Regions from separate parts of the Triticum aestivum genome. Here region 2 is linked to region 1. A link is a contact called in public Hi-C data. All regions are on one chromosome and are shown on one strand. Each heading gives the region's core, a stretch centred on a gene start, on an enhancer-like site or on the middle of the called end of the contact. The rest is flanking DNA. Distances are from core to core; before and after follow the strand shown. Region 1 has its middle 7.2 kb from the start of LOC123097137. Region 2 has its middle 120 kb from the start of LOC123097144.

Evidence for each region. A called contact is a pair of places that touch in the nucleus more often than the background predicts.
Region 2: a Hi-C map of leaf shows a contact between it and region 1, with 6 times the contacts expected there. The contact joins two enhancer-like sites. A contact is called at or near these places in 2 of 5 Hi-C or Micro-C datasets (both in leaf).

What each region holds. Positions count from the first base shown.
Region 1 is chr1B:613,119,765-613,122,594 of IWGSC CS RefSeq v2.1, forward strand. No RefSeq gene overlaps it. Among protein-coding and RNA genes, the nearest start is that of LOC123097137, 7.2 kb to the left of the region's middle. Within about 2 kb of position 1,442, at least 2 of the 8 cell types and tissues checked have an H3K27ac peak or open chromatin away from gene starts, as enhancers often do. A contact at or near this core is called in leaf, where this site is marked.
Region 2 is chr1B:613,314,092-613,316,993 of IWGSC CS RefSeq v2.1, forward strand. No RefSeq gene overlaps it. Among protein-coding and RNA genes, the nearest start is that of LOC123097144, 120 kb to the right of the region's middle. Within about 2 kb of position 1,575, at least 1 of the 8 cell types and tissues checked has an H3K27ac peak or open chromatin away from gene starts, as enhancers often do. A contact at or near this core is called in leaf, where this site is marked.

The sequences.
Region 1 (2,830 bases), core at 192-2,691:
GACCTTGGGAGGCTTCACTACTTTTTTGGTGTGGAGGTTACTTTCCGGGGGGATGGTCTTGTTATGACATAGAAGAAGTACTCCTTGGATTTGTTGCAGCGGGCTGGGATGCTTAAGTGCAAACCAACAACTACACCGATGTCTATCACTGACAGGATTACTGCTGTTGATGGTGAGCTTCTGTCTTCTGCTGATGCGACGGAGTATCGAAGTATTGTTGGTGGTCTTCAGTACTTGACGATCACACGGCCGGACATTTCTTTTGCTATCAACCGAGTTTGCCAGTATCTGCAGTCACCCCGTGACACTCATTGGTCTGCTGTTAAGCGCATCTTGCGCTACATTCGCTTCACGGTGTCTCATGGCTTGCATGTTCGTCCGACCTCCTCGGGTTGTCTCTCGGCATATTCTGATGCGGATTGGGCTGGCAATCCAGATGACAGGCGATCTACGGGGGGCTATGCGGTGTTCTTTGGCTCTAATCTGATCGCCTGGAGTGCTTGAAAACAGGCTACTGTCTCACGTAGCAGTACCAAAGCTAAGTATAAGGCTGTGGCCAATGCTACTGTGGAGATTATCTGGGTACAGTCTTTGCTTCGGGAATTGCGTATATCCCAATCACAGTCTCCTGTTCTTTGGTGTGATAACATCGGTGCTACACACCTCTCTGCGAATCCGGTATTCCATGCCCGAACGAAACACATTGAAGTTGACTATCACTTTGTGCGTGAACATGTGTCTCAGAAGCAACTACAGATCAGGTTCATCTCTTCCAAGGATCAACTTGCAGACATCTTCACCAAGCCGTTGCCTCTACCATAGTTCAAGACTTGTCAGCGCATACTTTGTTGTTCGATACTTTGTTGGTTAGATTGGTAGGAATCTAGGAGAGTGGTTGGATTCCCGGTTCACCCGAGACCACACCAAGCATGAAAGCCTACGCGTCTCTCTATAAAACGTCAAATATTCTTTCCATGGGTAGTGATGTTTCCCATGATAGCGAGACGCATGTATAACTTCATTAACTTTAAAGCTTCATAACTTGCGCTCTTCTGAAGCAGTGAGTGCGTGTGATGATGGTGTGTGTGCGTTTGATAGGGGAGTTGGTGTTTCTCAAAAAGAAAAAAAAATAGGTGTCTAGTCGAGACTTGAGAGCATTCTCAGCGTCTAGACACAGGTTCCTGAGTTTGTTCACTGCCAGACGTAATTTTCTTGCATCGCCCCTTCTACGTGGAAGAGTCGCTAGCCCGGACGACACGCTGCCAGCCGGCCGTTGTGCAGCTAGCACCAGAGGAGTATTCTGTTTGCTACTGAGATGTGATTGATCGTCCCGGCCGGAACCGGAACAGATGGATCACTTCACTCGTGACTCGTGTATGTTCCGTAGCTGTCACCTCGTACCGATTTCCCTATCAAACACCTGCGGTCCACACACGTACGTGCGTGGTTCCTTACGTGTGTAGCAAGAAGCTAAGCTAGAGAGCATCCAATCATCACCTAGCAGCTCGGGTCCATCGGCGAGGGAAATCCGCTGGTAAGTGATGATCTTCTAAAAATATCCGTTGGTAGACATGGCTCGCGCGCGGCGACCAAAGACCGATCCGGTGAGGATGGATCGACGGATGGAGTAGTCAAACGACAAGCTCGACACTATCGACAGGAGATAATTTGTATCGCACCCCGGCCGGGACATGGGTCGTTTTCGTGTCACCGGTGGATGGCTACGTGTTATCCTCCTCACGGCGCCTTCCCGTTGGTCCAGCTAGCTCGCCGGGCGCGGGAACACGGCTCCTAAGACGGGCATCTTCTTCTCCCTGCCGGTCGGGACGATCGTGTGTAGCTTCCGTATCCGCACCTAGCAAGCATCCCAACCTAGAATACCCACGTATACGTCTGTGTCTGCCATGAACACCAAGGTGCTTGCTCGAAGACAAAAAGCAAAAAGCGAGGGAGACAAGAGATACATGCTGGAGTAGTTGCTAGCGTACGCGTAGTACGTACGTCGTGGCGTGTTGTGTCGCCACCGGTACGCGTCGCTTCTCGGCACCAACCAGAAGCACGCACAAACGCACACGCACACTCGAGTGAAAAGCAGAAAACCTCCTGGGTGTAGAATGGTACTTTCGCCATATTTAAGACTTCATCTGGGGAAAACTACCAGATCACTGATTTTTTGCAAAATTCACCGCGGATTCAGTTAACCGTTTGCAGATAGCACTGAACAGGTGATTTGTAGTGTTTGAGGGCGTTTCCGACATGTGAGGCCCAAAATCGACGACATGGCGTAACAGAGGCGCTAACGGCGCCGTTCGCTTAAGACAACGCGGCCGGCTCACATCGGATAGACCAACTGCGCCCTAAGTAGATCCCGCTCGCTCTCTCTTCTCTCACGCTCGTTCGCTCCCTCTTGCTCCTCTCCTCTCCGGCCGCCGCCGGCCGCCATGGTGTCTTGGAGCGATAGCGAGAGCACTGAGGGATCCGCCGCGCAGTACATCTCCTTCTCCGACTCCCCTCTCAAGGCCAGTTCCTTCTCTGGTTCTCTGTTTGTCTCGCTGCCGCTCATTTGTGCTCTAGGGTTCTACTAGTTCTGCTCGATTTGAACAAGTTTATGTTGGATTGCCCAGAACCCAACTACAATTGCTGACCAGTTGTTCGAGGGTGTTGCTGATGACTTGATGGTGATGTGCGTGCATGGGAATCCAGGGAGAAAATGTGTTGCATTTGAGGGGATAAGCACTGGGAGGAGGTTCATTGCCTGTGCCACTGAAATAAGTATGAAGTTGTAGCTTTGCAGCATTCCAATTCATGTACTAGGGTTCTTAGAACTGTT
Region 2 (2,902 bases), core at 325-2,824, 190 kb after region 1:
CGCGGCACCGCGTTGGCCGCGGTCGGTGAAGGGGGCGAAGAAGGGCGGCTTCCCTGGCCCTGGCCGTGGCCGTGGCCCTGGGAGTTGGTGCGGTGGAAGCGGCACTTTAAGGACCCGGCGTGGGTGGCCGGCACGCAGACACACTTGGAAGCGGGCCCGTGGCCCGCGCCGGACGGCGCCGACGCCGACCCTGGCCACCCCCTCTCGCATATTCTTGGAGCTGTGGCAAATATCACATAATCCATATTGTTATGCTCTAGCGTGTGTGTGTGTGTGAAATAGATGAATCATGGTCCCGTACCCAATAAAATGGATATATGTGTATGTGTGTTAGAGAGAGAGGGAGGGAGAGGGGGAGAGAGAGTGAGGAAGAGGGAGGGAGAGAGTGTGTGTGAGGATATGATGGTAAAAAAGATCGCCAATGTCACTTGATATGTATGAAAATATTAATATTGAACTCTTAAAGTTAATGTTGCCCCGTTGCAACGCACGGGCGTTCTTCTAGTTATTACAAAGTGCCAATTATTATGAGTCTAGGTGCATGCAGCCAGGCACGGAGGCACGTGTAAAGCAGCTCGGATAATTTGGTTCTTGGGGAAAAGCAGCTCCGGCCGATAATTGACAGGAGTATTATTTGCGACTTGTGTTAGATAGCTGTCAGCTCGTTCCGCTTTTCTTACCAGATGCTTGCGATCCACACAGGTACGTGCTTCCTTACGTGGGTAGCAAGAAACTAGATATATACTCCTCAACTCAATCATCAGCTAGCAGCTCGGTTGGGAAGAGCAACAAGTGATCCTCTCGGCGCTGCACTCCGACATCTGTTGCCATGATCGATAGACATGGCGCGGCACGATGAGGATCGATCGATGGAGTGGTAAAATGACAACCACCTGTCTCGATTATCGATGACCGCTGGTAAAAAGAGGAGGATGCCGGGCCATGGGTCGTTTTCGTTTTCACCGGTCGATGGCTACGTGCTATCCTCCTCGCGGCCTCCTCCCGTTGGTCCACCTCGCCGGGCCAACTTTCGCGCCATCTTCTTCTCCCTGCGGGGATCCATGTGTACCTTCCGTAACCGTAGCTAGCTGGAGCCTGGAGTACGTCCTGCCCGAGAGTACGCGAGTGATGCTGGGGCGAACAGATAGAAAAGTTGCCGGCGATCTGCACCGTGGGGTTGAGGTCGACTGTCCCCGACAGTTGCTGGAATAATAAGTTAAGGTTCTTCTGATTTCTCGGCGTCGGCCGGGAACCCACCAGAGGCGCCTTCAGTACGGCAATGACGGACTTGGCCGGCCGGCGCATCGGCGCCGCTCACGATCTGCGTGCGTCTCCAGAGCTGGTCGATGCCTTTGGAGGTGGCCGTTTGAGGATGCACCCATTGCATCACCAAACGAATCTTCTCTGGCGGCGAGCCAAACTAGATGCAGAGCTTGGCTCCGGGGGAAGGTCCCGCCGTGCAGCGTGGCGACCACCTCGCGGCGAACGCGATTTCCCTATTTTTGCCGATACGGGCGGGATTGATTTTATGTTTTAAGGGTACGAGATTGACTGTACGGGCTGGACAAGGTGGCGAAAGAGACGGGCTCGGCCCATCTACACCGAAGCTGCGGCTGAGATAAGAGGACGACTTTTTAGTCCCATCTTTCCCTAAAAAGACAAATTTAGTCCCACCTCGCTAATTTTCAACGCCCAAACCCAGAATAAATAACAACGGACTGCGCCCTGTCTCGCCGAGCTCAAATGGCGAGAGCATGCAGTGGAGCTAGCTGGGCCGGGTGAGCGCGGCCGGCCGTTTAAATCAAACCAAGCACACCCAGTGTGGGGCAGCTGGCACAGAACCGGACTCCCCTCCAGTGGTGCTAGCTGGGCCATTTTAGGATCGCGCTAGGAAGACGCATCACACGTCTCTAATGTAAACAGATGACGTGATTGCATGCAGGAATCTTTTTTAATTTTCAGTTTTTAAAATGTTTTATCTCTTAAACGAAAAATCCGATTGAAAATCCATTTTCACCATTAAATCCCTCGCGATGAGATTTTCGAAACTAGATCCCATGTTGATATGTTTTGATGAAATTTTTTTTGGATTAAAAGTTGCCATGTCTATTGCATATGAATTGCCATGATGTTTACACTGAAGTTGCCATGATATGTTTCAGCTATTTTCTTCTACATTTAAAAGTAAATTTTGACATTTATAAAACGGGGGATTAAGAAACTAGACTTGCCATGAATCATAAACTAAAATTGCCATGATACATGCACGTAAAATTGCCATGGTTCATACAAAAAATAATTTTCATGGTCAAAATACTGGAGTTGCCATCATTAAAATACTAAAATTGCCATGATCTACAAACTAAAATTGCCACATGGCAACTTTAGTTTAAGCCCTATGGCAACTGCAGTGTAAACATCGTGGCAACTTCTGGCAAAAAAAATTTCGTCGAAACATATCAACATGGAGTCTGGTTTTGAAGATCTCGTCGAGACGGATTTAATGATGAAAACGAATTTTTAGTTCGCTTTTTTATTTAGGAGATACAACATTTTTAAGCCGAAAACCCAAAAAAATTCTGCTGATGTCATCTATTCATACGTGGCAAAATGAGTGGTGATGGAGGCGTGTGGGCGATGTGCAAACGCCCACACGTGTAGGCGTTAACATTTCCGATATTTTAGTCCAAACTTTTCATTTCTGCATTATTTTTCTTAGAAAAATATCTTATTTTTCTGATATGTTTATTTTATCTTGGTTTTACCAGTAAAAATTATTATTAAAGAGGATAGGATATTCATACCATATATTGTTTGCGATAAATTAGTTAGAAACACTCTAAATCACGACGTATCTTCTGCGCGTTAGTTATTGTTCATGTACCAGAAAATGAAATTACTC